Regions from separate parts of the Mus musculus genome. Here region 1 is linked to region 2. A link is a contact called in public Hi-C data. All regions are on one chromosome and are shown on one strand. The core of a region is the stretch at or near the end of the contact, and the rest is flanking DNA. Distances in the headings are between cores, read along the strand shown.

The links. Hi-C and Micro-C count contacts between places; a contact is called where the count stands out from the background.
Region 1: a Hi-C map of liver shows a contact between it and region 2, with 1.6 times the contacts expected there. The contact joins two enhancer-like sites. A contact is called at or near these places in 1 of 15 datasets of contacts at CTCF or cohesin (the NIH/3T3 cell line) and 3 of 484 Hi-C or Micro-C datasets (CD4 T cells and liver).

What each region holds. Positions count from the first base shown.
Region 1 is chr6:95,650,522-95,653,833 of GRCm38.p6, reverse strand. The region is part of intron 2 of Suclg2 (succinate-Coenzyme A ligase, GDP-forming, beta subunit); the gene reads left to right. Among named protein-coding and RNA genes, the nearest start is that of Suclg2, 67 kb to the left of the region's middle. Within about 2 kb of position 1,658, at least 36 of the 459 cell types and tissues checked have an H3K27ac peak or open chromatin away from gene starts, as enhancers often do. A contact at or near this core is called in liver, where this site is marked.
Region 2 is chr6:95,510,430-95,514,016 of GRCm38.p6, reverse strand. The region is part of intron 9 of Suclg2 (succinate-Coenzyme A ligase, GDP-forming, beta subunit); the gene reads left to right. Among named protein-coding and RNA genes, the nearest start is that of AY512915, 180 kb to the right of the region's middle. Within about 2 kb of position 2,081, at least 6 of the 459 cell types and tissues checked have an H3K27ac peak or open chromatin away from gene starts, as enhancers often do. A contact at or near this core is called in liver, where this site is marked.

The sequences.
Region 1 (3,312 bases), core at 409-2,908, 140 kb before region 2:
CAGAGAGCAGCTCATTCAGTGAGCAAGCAGACAAGCAAGCGGGCAGGTTCACACTCAGAGAGTAGTTGCTCTAGACTGAGGGAGCATCTAGTTTCTGATGTTGGATTCTGTTGATCCGAGAGGAAATTGATGACATTTAAAAGGAGATGCTGAAATTGTAGGTTTAAAATGGAACAAACTGATAGTGAGTGTGAAAGGAGGTGTCTGTGTCATTGTCACTGGGATTGTCTACAGACAGCCAAGGAAAAGAATCTGGCCGAACTCCACAGTGCTCCTGTTCTCACCACTGCAGAGTGACAGGAGCCACAAGAACACTCTTACCAAATATGTTTGAGGGTAAGATTAAAGCTGTGAAGATGTATGTCTTCCTGATGGTGCTGAGATTTTATATATGAATGAGAGAGAGAGAGAGGCTGGGCTATAAAACCTTAAGAGGTCTACTTTGCCTTCTCAGGTTTTGACTCCTCAAGATTTACAACTTTTCAAAATGGCCCCACCAGTTGTGGTCTTCATGAACCTATGGGTACTACTTTATATTTTAGCTACAATGGACATTTTGAAGTAAAATGATATATTATTAAAGTTTTTGAAAATGTGCCTTGATATTAGGTATACCTATGTTCCAGTGTAGTCCCTGCATCCCCCTTCCTACATCTCTTTCTTTCATGGTATCTGAACCCATATACCCGGTCGTCTGGATCTGCCATGTTTGTAACTCTCTTGGACCAAACAGAATGCTACCTCTCAGCTCCCAAACGTTCTCATTGCTCCACATCTTCTGTGGTCCTCTTTTGTATTTAGTCAGTTACCAAATCTTGTCAATAATTAGCTTAGCATTTTTACTTTATTGACAGAGAAGCAGGCAATGTAAGGTTAAAACACTTGTCAACATTGTGAAGTTAATAATCAACATAGACGGGATTTGCCCCCAGCTCTGTTAGATTAGATACTGCCCCTCATGCCTTTTCCTCATGGCTGACTCTTGGTGATGCTCTAGGGAGATGGTTTGTGTGCGTCAGCATGTTTAAGATGGAAAATGCGTATTAATAAAATTAGAAGGTTGTATTAAAACTTGATATAGAAGGATCTTAGATGCAGTTTATAAGACCTGTAATTTGTGGATATTAATGATTCATTTTGTTGTTTCTCTTTGGGCAACAGAACATTTTGCTGTCTGGTTGTAGAAGCTTGTTAAACTTGAACATTTGTTAAAGTGGTCAATGCTAAACTATTGTTTCTGGAATACAATTTATAGTTATAAGATTTTGAACAAGATCCTCATTGCCTTGCATTGAAAACAGGTTTATGCCTAACTGAAGAGAATAAGTTTGGCTTGGTAAATTAAGCTTTTACCATATGAGCAGTTCACTTATGCAGAAGTTTACAAGAGCATCTGAGTATGCTCTAAAGAAGGACCGATTGGGCTGGAGAGATGGCCCAGCGGCTACAGCTGCATCCACGCCTCATCCACCTGACTTTGATTCCTGGGACCAATGCTAGAAGTAGAGAACTGATTGCGTGCGTGCACACACACACACACACACACACACACACACACACACAATAAATATCTCTAGGAGCCTTAATAAGGCATATCAATGCGTGCTTTCTTTTCATTTGGACTATGGAATTCAGAGGTGGTGAGAGCAAACCCACTGTGCACAGGACTGGTGTGTACACTGCCCTTTAGTTCTCTAAGCTGCACGGAGGATGTTGGTATAACTCAGAAGTGCTGTGATATAAACACAGATAAAACATGGGGCACTGCCACTCAATCTTCAGAATCTCTACAATTTGTTCCTTATTGTCTTCACATTGACTGAGGCTCTTGGCATTTCATTAAGCAGGAAAAAGTATATATGAAAACCTCCAGTTTTTTTTTTTTTTTTTTTTTTTTTTAAACTCAGGAAGGAGAATTAAATGGAGAAATTAATCTTCTCTGAGCTAGCGACATCCATCTGAGATGCAGATGGGAGCTCTCACTGGTATCGGCTAGCTTGGGCTGCTTTCAGCTAGAGCATGTTTCCATTCATCAATATAAGAACTTAACTCTGTTTTATATAATTACATCCTGAAGCCTGGCAAATTACTCGCCATTAAGGAATTGTACTTCCTGTCTTAAGGGAGCTGCTCCCCACTGACACTGAGTGGCAGCTGCTGTTGATCCTGAGACAGTTAAACACAGCAGCCTCCGGAACTATTGAGGCTTTGCCATGCGCGGTTGAGGTCTTCCTTTGTACTGAGCGGATCTTTGTCTTACAGTGACAGTCAAGGCTAGCTTTGATCTCTGTGAAGTAAATACTCATTTTAGCAGCCTCTCATGAGTCTCAGGATCAGCAATGCAATGATATAATTTGAGTCCCCTGGGTGTGTGTTCCCCTGAAGTTCAAGAAGGTCTGCTTTCCAGAGCTAGCAGTGCTGGTGCCAGAATGAAAGTTCTTGGGCTGAGTCTAATGTCTTTCTGCCTGCCAGTGGCCTCTTTGGTGCTTTTACCATTTCTGAACCTGATTCTCTGGCCTTGATGAGTACGTGAGCTTCCTAATACTGTTTTTTTTTGTTTGTTAGTGGTGTTGTTTTGTTTTTGTCTTTTTTATTTTGTTGCGAGTGCCTCTGTGTGTATATGTGTGTGTGTGTGTGTGTGTGTGTGTGTGTACGTGTACATGTGATTATTTCATGTGGAGCACCTTTTCTTTTGACGCCCTTCCCTCCTTTCCTCTACCCCTTTGTGTAGCTTAGTCTTGCACTTGGGCTCTGACTACTGCTAGGCCAGCCTTGTAATGAAGGATCTACATCCACATCCCACAGAGTTACCTTCTGGTTGGTGCTAGTAAGCCTGGCTTGTCCAGATGAAAAGCACTCAACATAGGTCCTGGACATGGAGGTTCACCATAGCAGTGTTGTGCTGCAGGAAGTTACCACCTATGCAAGCTATGCACGGGTTCCTAAGAGTATCTGAGTTGACATTAATAGTTGGCCTAACTGTATTCCTGGAAATAATTCCATTCATCAGCCTTTAATGACATTTCCCATTATATGTATTTTAGCAGAGAAATCGCTCTCTTCTAAAATGTTCTTTCTCTTTTTTCTGGTTCTTCAAATATGAATGGGCTTCTCCTTGGAAGACCTCAGGGCAGGGTTATCCTTTCAGTAACTGTCTTGTGTCCCTGAACAGAAGCAACAGGAGAGCTGTGGAGTCAGGGCCTCCAGGGCCTCAGGCAGGCTCTGGGAGGCAGGCCGAGGGGACTGACTGTACTTGGAGCTTCGGTTCAGTCTCCTTAGAAACGGTGTGAACATGCTTTGGAAACCTGAGCT
Region 2 (3,587 bases), core at 832-3,331:
AAAAAAAATACCTGTGAGATTTACTATAAATGCAATAATATGGGCTGAAGAGATGGCTCAGTGAGTAAAGGTGCTTGCTGCCAAGCCTAACAACCTGAGGTCAATCCCCAGGATCCATATGGTGAGAGGGAAGAGCTCACTCCCTAAAGTTGTCTTATGACATACATAAGCCTGTATGCTCAGTGGAAGACTTGGTGTCAAGAGAATAAGGCAGAGGACCATAGAGAAAGAGCCCGATGTCCTCCTCTGGCCTCTACCTGCCTGTGTGCTGGTGCCAGTACCCACCACACGTGCAACCAGGCATACCTTACATACCATACATACACACAATAATAATCTTAGCAGAAACTTTAGAAGAAGTAATCTGTAAGCTGTTGGGGTTTTAAGTAGACACAATTTTCACTCTTCCCTGCCAGGTATTCATCTGCTTGGTGTTTTAATAGGAGTTCCTATCAAGACATTGTTTTTCCAGAGATCTGACTGATCAAACTGTTTTATCTGAGCAGCTGTGTGAACAGTCACAGTCGTCACATTCCACCTTCATCTTGCATTAGACTTGTTATTTACAGAAACAGTGGGTTTTGCTATTAACTAAATTTATCTTCATTTCTCTGTGCTGTGAAATGTGAATCTGTGCAGGCCTAAGTTTTGGCTCTGTCTGCTTAGCTATTTTTTTTAATTGATGTCAGTCATGAATAAAGAAGAAGAAATTACCCATAGAAGTAATTGTTTTTCTTTTCTTAGGAACAGTTAGCCTGTGGAGGCCATTATGTTGTGGGGATAGACAGATAGACTGCCTGTTTATAGATTAATAAATGGGTCCTTCACCAAGTTTCCAGTTGTGTGAGTGTTTTCTATATCAATTCCCCAGCTAATGGTGATGGAGTACACATGTTCACATTCATCAAGGTGACATAAGTCTGAGATGATTGGACAATGTTGTTCACAAAGAATGAGCCAATAAATATTCTTAATCTGTACCAGTGTAGCTCTCATACAAATAAAATATAGCGTTCTAGTTTCATTTCTGTTGCTGTGATAAAATACCCTGACAAAAAGGAAGGAACTTAGAGGAAAGAGTTTTTCAGCTTACATTTCTAGGTTATTGCCCATCACCATGGGGAAGTCAAGCCAGGAACCTCAAACAGCTAGACACCTGACATCCACAGTCAAGAGTGGAGAGAAAGGAATGGAAACATACTGCTTGCTTACTCATCTTCATTTTCCACTCATAAAGTTCAGCACCCACTGCCTAAGGAATGGTGCTGCCCACAGTGGTCTGGGTCTTCTCACACCAGTTAACTAAGAGGGTTCATCACAGACGTGCCATTAGGTCAACCCAGTACGGACAGTCCCTCATTGAAGCTTTTCTTCGAAGGTGATTCTAAGTTGTGTCAAATTGACAAATTAAAACTGGCCATGGATTACAGCTACTACTTCATTAGGAATGACTGTTCTCCATGAAAGGGACTACCTTTTACGTTTGGAAGCCATTTTTGTTACCAGAATATTTCTTTTCCTTTTGACCTAGTCACTTTCTGAAAAGAGTTAATGGGCTGGAAAAATGATTACTTGAGAATTTGCAGAAGAGTCCAAGCCCTGGGGTATTTATGGTCACATGACCACAGTGTAGAAGTGAAGGCCAGAGGACAAGTTCCAGAAATCAGTTTTCCCCTTCTGCCTTGCTTTGAGGCAGGAGCTCTCTTGTTTCTCTCACTGTGTTGCAATCTCCAAACTAGCTGACACAGAAGCTTCCAGCTAATTCTCCATGTCTACCTCTATCTTGCCAGAGGATGGTGGCGATTGCAGATGTACTACCACAGCTAACTTTGTACATGTGCTTTGGGGATTAAACCCAGGTTTTCAGGTTTTTATGGTAAGACACTAAAAGTCCATTTTCTTAAAAGTCTATTTCTTGTGATTGGGTTTTGTCAGTTTGACAGAAACTCAGACATATCTGGGAAAGTGGGAATCTAAACTGAGATGATAACTCCAAAAATGTGGCCTGTAGGCAAGTCTATTGAGTTACCTTCTTGATTAATGATTGATGTAGAAGCCTGCACCACCACACTGTATGGCACCATTCCTGGACAGATGGTCCTGTTGCGTAAGGGAGGTAGGCTATGCAAGAGCTGAGGAGCAAACCAGTGAGCAATTGCCCTTCACATGCCCTTTGCTTCAGTCCCTGCCTCAAGTTTCTGCCCTGACTTTCTTCAGTGATGGACTGCAATGTGGCCTATAAGCTGAAATAAAAGCTTTCCTTCCCAAGTTGTTTGTGGCCATTGTGTTTTATCACAGCAAGAGACAGTTAACTAAAATACCATCCTAATGTTCATTTCTTAGGTGAGGCTTACATGTCTGTCCTTTTTTAAAAAAGCTTTTTACCTATTGGTAAACGTTGTTACTGTCTCTTTGTTCTTCTTTTTATGCCTAGATGACTCTGTGGCCAAATTATACATGCAGTTAGCTCTTACAGTAAATATTACAGACACGCCAAACAGAAACCCAGGCATTCAGGTTGTCCAAGTGGTTTTTATAATTGTGGTTCTAACTCTGATACTAGTTCAAAAGAATATAGGAAGTGACTCTGTAATGGATACTAAACACATCTGCTTTATTCTCCAAATCTCTTTCTTTTTAACCCAAGCCCAACCAACATACGTATGCCCAGAGGAATTTCCTTCCTCCTTGAAAATCCTTTGAATAGTTGACTCAGCCATGGTTTCTGTGTTTGCTGACAAATGGAGAATCAGCTGTAGGCCATGCAGGTCAGGGTATTCTTGGTTGCTGTTTCTAAGTGAAAACTTTCTTTAGATAACATAAATTTAACACAAGTAGGAAGAAAGGGCATCTCTGTAGATGAGGCTGAGGTTTTTGTGGCACAGAACCACAAATATCCCAAGTCTTGGACACTTCATTAGAACACTCAAGTAAGCATTTTTCCAACCCATTACCTCTTTTCAGAGAGTGATTAAATTAGTTAGTTAGGTTAGAACACAGAGAGTTTATGGAGCCGCTCAGATCAAGAGCCCAAGTCATTTGACCAGAGGATGATGCTGTTTGGGGAACATTACCTAGTGTGTGAGTTTAGAATTTTATGGTGCAGCATTTACATTGTTTTCTACCTGTTAAGCTGCTGTTCGAGTTGCAAGGTTGCCTGTACCTACATAGTGCTAGAAGTCCATATGCATTTTGCTTATATGCACCTAACATAAATAAGTAATGAGATTGTTGGTGCTTATGTAACTTCAGAGCTGGGCAACAACTGTATAATACAGTCATTTTAACTCTGGTGCTCCTCAGACAGTCACTGTTAGCAGGTTGGAGGCCTCCCTCACAGAGCTCAGATACAGCCTAATCATCATTATCAATACCAAACAGCCAATTACAATGCATATGATCACCATGTCTTCAGTATTTGTTCAGCTACCTTGTTCTGAAAATGAGTATTCATTTTCTCTCTGAAGATAGATTTTTGTCATTATAGTTTTCTTGGTCATAATTACAAATTAAACAGTATCAAAGGCATAAATCTCGGTCAGAAGAGGGTCATCGGGCTGCACGGAAGGATCTGCACGTCGGATTCT